2 separate regions of the Anser cygnoides genome follow, and region 2 is linked to region 1. The links are chromatin contacts, called in public Hi-C maps. All regions are on one chromosome and are shown on one strand. Each heading gives the region's core, a stretch centred on a gene start, on an enhancer-like site or on the middle of the called end of the contact. The rest is flanking DNA. Distances are from core to core; before and after follow the strand shown.

The links. Hi-C and Micro-C count contacts between places; a contact is called where the count stands out from the background.
Region 2: a contact with region 1 is called in a Hi-C map of liver, with 9 times the contacts expected there. The contact joins the promoter of BCAS3 here to the promoter of TBX2 in region 1. A contact is called at or near these places in 3 of 7 Hi-C or Micro-C datasets (granulosa cells and liver).

Annotation. Positions count from the first base shown.
Region 1 is chr18:10,242,086-10,246,315 of Taihu_goose_T2T_genome, forward strand. It overlaps TBX2 (T-box transcription factor 2), which reads right to left and starts at 2,964. Exons shown (of 7, transcript XM_048074274.2): 1 at 1,964-2,964; 2 at 986-1,253. The coding sequence starts at 2,328.
Region 2 is chr18:10,613,445-10,617,472 of Taihu_goose_T2T_genome, forward strand. It overlaps BCAS3 (BCAS3 microtubule associated cell migration factor), which reads right to left and starts at 2,195. Exons shown (of 26, transcript XR_010825687.1): 1 at 1,775-2,195; 2 at 525-612.

The sequences.
Region 1 (4,230 bases), core at 1,714-4,213:
CGCTGCGGGCAGAGCAGCACCGAGGCCTCAGGACCTCCAGTCCCCAGAGCACAAGGACGGGCCGAGGAACTTTCCCTTTATCGCCCCAAACGCTCGCCCAGACGCTAAGACAGCTCGCTCGTTCGCTGAGATTTTTTTTCCCCCTTCGCCTTCACGCAGGACCCCGCTCCCCTGCAGCCCTGCTCCTGCTTTCTGCAGCTTGCCAACACGCCTCCATTTCTTTCTTTCTTTCTCTCTCCCTCTCCTTTTTTTTGGTTTGTTTGTATGTATTTTTTTTCTTTTCCTTTTTTTTTTGTTTTGTTTTTTGTTTTTCCCCTCCGGGAGGTGATGCAGATGTGATCAATAGGGGAATAAACAGACCCGTTTGGAGCCTTTCAGACGCAGCCGGTGCGGAGCCGCTGCTGCCAACGGCTCCGGCTCAGCTCCCGGCCGCGCAACCCCAGCGCAGGTGCCGCCGCTTCCAGCACCCCTCTGCCCGGCTCGGCTCGGCCCGGCCCGGCCCGCAGGGACGTCCGGGGCTGCACCTGCCCGGCCGCAACGCCCCAGCCCTGCCGCCCCGTCGGGGCTGCCCTCGCCGCCCCCGGGCCGACCCCGTCCGCGCCCCCCAGGCTGCGCCTCCCCGGTTCCTGCTCCCCGCCGAGCCCCGCGGCCGGGCAGAGCCGGCAGGACGGGTCGGGGGGCGGCATGCGAGAGCCCAAGGGACCCCGAGCCCCCCCGCGGCCCGGTCTCCGTTCCCCCCGGGGGGAGCCGTTGCCGGGGCGGCCGGGAGCAAGGATCGGGGAGGGCTGCGAGACAGCCCGGCCGCTGCAAGGCCCGGCAAGGCCCCGCCGTCCAGCCCGGGCCCGGGCGTGCTTTTGCCGGGGGGGGGGCCGGTAAAGCCCCGCGGCTCCCCCCGGCCGTCCTCGGGCGCAGCGGGGCCGGGCTCAGCGCCTGGCCCGGGGGGTCCGCGCCCGGGGGCTCCGCTCGTCCCCGCGGCCACACTTACAAAGCCGTGCTTGTCCGAGATGTTGTTGGTGAGCTTGAGCTTGTGAAAGGCGACGGGCTTGGCCATCCACTGCTCGCCGGTGGCCGGGCTGTCGGGGTGGATGTACATGCGCTTGGGCATCTCCGGGTCGGCCTTGCCGGCCACCATCCAGCGGGAGTTGTGGAACTTGTACCGGCAGTCGTCGGCCGCAACTATATCCATGAGCAAAATGTACTTGGCCTTCTTGTCCAGGCCGCTCACCCGCACCTTGAACGGGGGGAACATCCTCCTGCGGAGAGACGCACAGCGGTGCAGGGCGCGGCGCCCTCCCGCCCGGTGCGCGACCCCCGACGGCCGCGGCCCCCGGCCCGGCCCGGCAGCCCCGCACCGCCCGGCCCCTCCGAAACACGGGGGGGTTTCTTCAGCTCGCCCCGCGGCTTCCCAGCCTTTGGCACGGCCGGCAGGCCCTGCTCCTTCTCACCCCGCTCGGCTGCGCCCATAGGGGAAGAAAGAGGGGAAAAAGCTTCAAATCCCCTTCCAAGAAATAGAGGGCAGAGCCCAAGGGGATCCCCGGACCGAGCCCCTTCTCGCTGCCCTCCTCTGCCTCCTCCGGGGCCGGCAGCGGGGCCGGGGCCGACCCCGGCGGCGGGGAAAGTTTGGCAGGGGCAGGAAAAGCTGCGGGCGGCGAGGAGCCGCCGAGAGCGGCGTAAACAAATGCAGCGGGGGATTGCGGGCGCTCAATTAGCGCGCACTAATTTCATTTGGGACCGCGCTTTAAAAAGTAATAACTGGGGGGGCTGGGGGGGGGATAGCTGGCGGGGGGGGTTAAATACCTCCGAAAACTGCCGGCATCGAAACCCCATCGACTGTCGCCCGGGGTGAATTCCCCGGGGCGAGCTGGGCGAGCGGCGGGGAAGGGCTGGGGCCGGGGGGCGAGGGCGCTGCGCAGCCCCGCAGGTGCGGGCGGGTTGCGCGGGGCTGCGCGGGGCCGGCTCTTACCTTCCCGACTTGGTGATCACCATCTCGGTGCCCAGCTTGTGAAACTGGTCCCAAAGCTCTTTGGCTTCCAGCGTCACTTTGGGGTCGTCCTCTACCTCCTCCTCGGGCTCCAGGCTCTTGAGCGAGCGCAGATGGGCTGCCTGGTGGTGGTGTCCCAGGGCCGAGACGTGCAGCCCGGCCTCGGCCGCCCCGGCCAGCCCGGGGTCCGGCATGGGCTTAGCCAGCGCCGCCGGAGGCAGAGCCAGAGCGGGGAAAAAGGAAGGCTGGGCGGCTGCGAGGAAGGCGGACATGGGGAAGTCGGCCGGCCGGGGTGCGTGGAAGGGGTGGTAAGCCATGGCAGTCCCTGGGAAGGCTGGATCTCTCATCGGTGCATCCACAAATCCAGGAGAAAAAGAGGGATTCCCTTTACAAAAACGTGTGTGTGTATTATTGTTATTATTAGTAGTAGTATTTTTTGTCTCTCCTGCCCAGCGAACTCGCTCGAGTCTCTGGAAGAGGAAGGAAAAATCAACAGCAAAAATAAAAAACGCACACAAAAAAAAAAAAAAAGCCGAAAAACAGCGGAACTAGATCTGGGAAAAAAAAAAAAAAAAAAAGAAGAAGAAGAAGAAAAAAAAAGCGAGAGGCAGTTCCCGGCTCCTGGGACTCCCGGTCTGCGGAGGGGAGACAGTAGGTCCTTATTTTTTTGTTGTTGTTGTCGCAGCGAGGGAGAGCGAGCGAGGGCAAAAAGCCCTCCCGGCGAAGTCCTTCCCGGCGCTGAACCGGCACCGAGAGCGGGGCGGGGGCGCGGGCAGGGGCGGCCGCGCTGCCCTCACACCCCCGCGGGCCCGGCCTGCGCCCCGGCACCGCTGCGCGCCCCGCGGCCGGCGCTCGGGCGAGGGCTGCTCATGGCTCAAGGAGCCCGGGTGGAAACGGTTAGATCTTGTCGTGATCTCTGTAAAACTGTGACTATCTCACATGTCCTTCCTGCTCTGATCCGCCCGCTAATGAGCCAAGCCCCCTTGATTGCTGATTTTACGCGTTTCAGACCAATTGTGGATCTGCATAGGCGTGGTTTTGACAGCTCCGGCCAAGCTCCGGGCGCGGGGGGGCGGGGGGGGGGGCGAGGAGGGAGGGAGGGAGGACGGGAAGAAGGGAAAAAAAAAAAAAGAAAGGAAAAAAAAAAAAAGAAGAAGGTGTCGGAAGCATCGGCAGTAAGAAAACATGTCAACAGAATAAAATATTAACCAATGACAGAGAAAAGTGCTCGAAATCCCACCCCCGGCTCCTTTCCGCATACCGGGTCAGCCCTGGCTGCGCCGCGGCCGGGGAGCGGCGGCCGCCGGTGCGGGGACAGCGCGGAGCCACCGCGGCGGAGCGCGGAGCGGGGCCGGGGGGGGGGGGGGCCGGGGGCCGCCCCGCAGCTTTCCGCGGCCGCGCAGCCCCGGGCGGGGGCGGAGGGGGGTGGGCGGGGGCGGCGGGTTGGGTGGGGGGGGGGTTGAGGGGGGGGCCGGAGCTCGGCGGCTGCCGTCTTACGACAGATCCTGGAAAGAGGATCAAGGTGGGGCCCGCCCCGCTCCGCGCCCCGCCGACGGGGCGGCCCGGGCTCGGGGGAGGCCGCCGGGAGCGCGGCCCCGTCGGCGCGGCCGGGCCGTGGGAGAGCTGCAGGCGGCGAGGCCCGAGCGGCGAGCTCCAGCGCGGGTGAGTGGCGGACACTCGCGCCCTGCCCTCGCTCCCGCTCCCCCCCTCGCCCCCCGCCCCGACGGACGGGTGCGTGTGGGGGGGTCCCGCCAGGAGCCCTGAGCGCACGGACGGGGCGCGGACCCCGCCGTCGGGGCGCCCCGCGAGGAGCCGGGCGGGCAGCGGGAGGCCGGGCCCCCGGGGCCGCCCCAGCCGTCGGGGCCGCGGCCCCCGGGGTTGGCGCTGCTCTGGCCGGCCGGAGGGGCTGTTTACCCGGGCGGGGGGAGGCAGATAAGGCGGAGGGGGAAATGCCGGGGCTGTTTGCAGAGGGATTAGGGCCGGTCCCGCCGCGCCGGGGCCCGGGGGGGGCGGCGGGCGCGGTGGGTGTCCCCGCGGAGAGGTCCGTTTGGAGATCTGCGCTGATTAACTGAGGGCTGCGGTGGCTGAAGAGGGCCCTGGCGCCAGGCGGCTGAGCCCTCACAATAAAGACCCGTCTCTTGTCACTTCATATTTACCCCCAAATCTTCAAAAAGCGCCCTGCGTGCCTTACAAGGCTCCTGCCCCCGCCGCCTGCTCTGCGGCCAGACGGGACGGGGGGAGCGGAGGCG
Region 2 (4,028 bases), core at 945-3,444, 370 kb after region 1:
TCTTCTTTCACGTGGCTGCAAGACAAACCTCTAACACAATTTATTGTGTTACAGTGGTAGGTTATATGTTTTAATACATCCATCCCTGTTACAAGGTATTATTACAAGAACAGCAAGAAAGGAACTTGGTACACGTGTTCCCTCTAGCCTAAGGAAGAGGTTTGCAGTCATTAATCTATGGCCAGTGTGGTGTTTGTTCAACAAAACTGTGTAAGTAAACAACAAGACATTTTAAGATAAAGTATTTGTCTTTAAACTGTACAACTCTGAAGGCTGATGGAAGGTTTTGGTGTATTACATAAAAAGCAGCCCATTGAGGGAGACAGCTTGACCTGCATAGGCCCAGGAGACAGGAAAGCAACAACTGCTGACTTTCGTTTATTAGAAAATACTCAATGCAACAAAACTGTATTGTCAGCAGAAGCTCTCAGAGCTGGCTTTGCCAGAGAGTTTGGGCTGGGTTCTTCACATACGAGACATAAAAAGTATTTCAAATATGGGCTTTTCTTCCAGAAGGTGCTTACGTGACAGCTTGTGGACGAACCACTGCTCCTCCAGTACATCGACTAGGGCGGCGTGGAGATTCTGTCGCCATTGTTCCTTTGCAGATACCTGTAAGAAGCGCATTTCTTTTTAATAATAATCCTTTGTATAACAATTGATTACTATACTAGTTCTTGCCACATTTTTCAGAATGATGAAAAACTCCTGAAGAAGGAAATGGCTTACACAAACCCGTATAACACCCCTTTACAGCACTCTAAAAAATTATTTTTTCAGTACTTCAAACAACACGCCTCCTGTCATGTGTGTGAGCAAAAAAAAGGCAAAAAAATCAACACAAAGCAGCGTAATAAAATAGAAAGTTTTCTTTGGACTGTACATTAAAGATAATGGTACAGAAATACAGGTGTTATCAGCATTATGTAAGACCGCAATTTAATAAGGCATGATCTCAGAAAATCATGTGTATAAACACATACAGTCATAACTGCTGTGTAATGCGCTTATAAGATCTGTAGTGGGTTACAGTGCAGGTAACATAAAAAGTGTGATGAAACACATTTTACTTTATGTCAGTTTTCGTACCCCCTCAAGTTTGCCTCCACACTTGTAGCGCTTCGCATGTGAATTCGCAACAGCTTCGCTGCAGACAAGGAGACACCTGAGAGGCACCAGAGGTGCCAAGAACCCGCCCAGCCGCTGTGCCCCCCTCACCCCCACCCCAAACCAAGGACTGAAGGGACGCCAAAGGCCAACCCCCCACACGGCACCGGCTGTCAGCAGGGCTCCATCCCTGCGGTCTTAGCCCCTGGAAGTTGGGGCGTTCCGCAGCCTGAGCGCAGCGCGACGCCCGTCCGCCCCTGACAGGAACACCGGGCCGGGACGCGCCGAGCCCCCCTCAGACCCCGCCTGCTCGCGGCGCCGGCCCCGCACCGAGCGGCCGAGGCGGGGTCGCCCCGCAGAAACCCTCCCGCGGGCCCCGGAGCCGCGAGCAGCAACTCCTAGGCAAAAAAATAAATGAAAACGTAAAAATAAAACAGGACAGACCGCCCGGAGCCCGGCGGCGGCCCCCGCGCTGCCGCCCGGCCGCGCTGTCCGTCAGGCCGCGGCCGGCCGGGGAGCGCCGGGACCCCGCCGGGCGCCCCCCGCGGCCTCCCCACAGCCGCTCCCCGGGGCCCCGGCCGCCGCCCGCCCGGCCTCAGCCGCCGCCCCTCGGCTGCCACCCGCCCCCTCAGAGCGGCCCCGTCCCGCCCGGCCCCGCGCCCCTCACCTGCCGCCGCCTCACTGACACTATTTGGGACCCCCACGGGGAATGACACCCAGCGCACCTCAGGCGCCCAGCCAATCACGCGCCGCCGAGGGCGGGCCGCTCCCTGCCGCCATCCAATCCCCGTCTCGGTTTCCAGAACGGGGCGGGGCGCGGAGAGAGCTGGAGAGCGGCTGCGCCCTGCCCCGCCCCGGCCCGCCCCCAAGCTTGGTTGAGGCAGCAAAACACGGCCCGCGCTGCCCCCTCCGCCCCCCCCCCCGCAGCTTTGTTTACATCGAGATCTCGCGAGAGCCGCCGCGCCAGTCCCGCGCACGTGGGCGGGGGCGGGGCCGGCGGGAATGGGCGGGAAGGCGGCGGCCGCGGGGGGGCTGCGGGCGGCGCTGAGGGGGCGCGTGGTGGAGGGCGCCATTTTGAGGCGCCATGTCTGCCCCTGAGGCGCAATGATCGCCTAATAAATTGTTTGTTTCCCGATAATTTCCGTGTAACCTGCCGTGTTTCTGTGCGAAATAGCTAATGTCAGGGCACCGGAGCAGGCTCCCCAGGGAAGGGGGCACGGCTCCGAGCGTGACACAGCCCAAAAAGTGTTTGGACAATGCTCAGACACCCCGTCTGAGTATTTGGGAGGTGCTGTGCACGGCCAGCAGTCGGACTCTGTGCTCCCCCAGGGCCTATTCTAGGATTCCTTCCCTGCTCCTCTCAGCATGAGGGAAGTTTTAAATCGTGGCTTCTCATCTCAGCAAGTTAGTATCATCAAATCATTAAGGTTGGAAAATACTTAAACGTACCTGGTCCAACCATCACCTGACCACCAATGTCACCCACTAAACCATGTCCCTAAGTGCCACATCCAGCCTTTAAACAAGTTGTCCCATCATAGGGTGAAAAAGTGTCAGGCTTTTCTTGAACCACCACAGGCGCTCAGCTGTTTTTTGATGACGGGGAACTGTTTCCTTGCACATGCTGGAGCTCTGTTTCACAAACAGCTTGTGTGACTCAGACCTGATTTATGGAACAGGGACTGCGTTAACACCTCAGCTACACATTGCCACACCGCCCGTCTCAGCTCCGCTAATTAATTTCAGGGCAGTCAAATGATAGCATAGGTGGGGAAAATAAACTGCAGCCAATCCACATCAGCAAGGGAGTTTCTCTACTGCTGAGGAGCTTTGTGTGTTTAACCCTTACTATCACTCAACGGCTCTCCCAGGAAGAAAAAATAAAAAGGAAAAGAGAAGCCTGTTTTTTGTCTAGTTTGTTAAAAGTGAAAAAAAAAGCAGGTGTCTGTCTCTCCAGCTGGAGAAGCCCAAGACCAGAACTGTCAAGAGTAAACAGAAGGAGGCACCACAGTTGAATGCAACCAAGTTTAATGAAAAAATAAATTTTGCATCTATGTAATCAGTCTTTTCTCTTTTTTTTTTTTTTTTTTTTTACATCATAAGCAGCAGCATTAGTCAAGCACTGGAACAGGCTCCCCAGGGAAGCAGTCACAGCCCTGAGCCTGCCAGAGTTCAAGAAGCATTTGGACAACACACTCAGACTCAGGTCTGAGGTTTTGGGTGGTCCTTTGGGGACTCAGGAGTTGGATGTGATGATCCTTGTGGGTCCCCTTCCTCCCCTTCCAACTCGGATATTCTAATTCTATAATACAGATATGGAACTGTTACACTTGCATTTTTTGTGACTTTTTTTTAGTTGAATGTCACAAGGTAAAATTGAAAATAGACAATTACCATCATAGTTTGTTGCAAGGAGTGTTGCTAGTTGCTAGATAAGTGTGTATATAGCTACAGCTAGCTTTTATGTTCTCCCCCCTCCCCCCTCCCATGTAGCATACAATTTTCAACACTGGTTATAATAAAACTTTGTTAACCATAGGTTACAACCATATACACAAATAAATTCTTGAATCCAATTTGGACAGAGCTCATTACTTTCATCTTGTAAGATTGGGCTGCATTCACTGGCTGGATGAAAGAGAATTATACATTTTCAGAAAGTGTGCAATTCCTCTAGGATTTCTGTAACCATGGTAACATATATAGATAGCAGGCCTAATTCCAGCCCATGTTTTATTGTGCCAGCAGTAAAGAATTAGATTCTAAAAATACCACCCTAGCCCTTGGAATGAAGTATTGGCATTTTACTTCCCCATTAAAAAAAAAAATGCAGGTTATATATTGCTACACTTTAACAAACACATTAAGTATAAAATGCCAAGAATTGTTCCCTAGTACAGCTATGCAGGATGTCCCGTTTC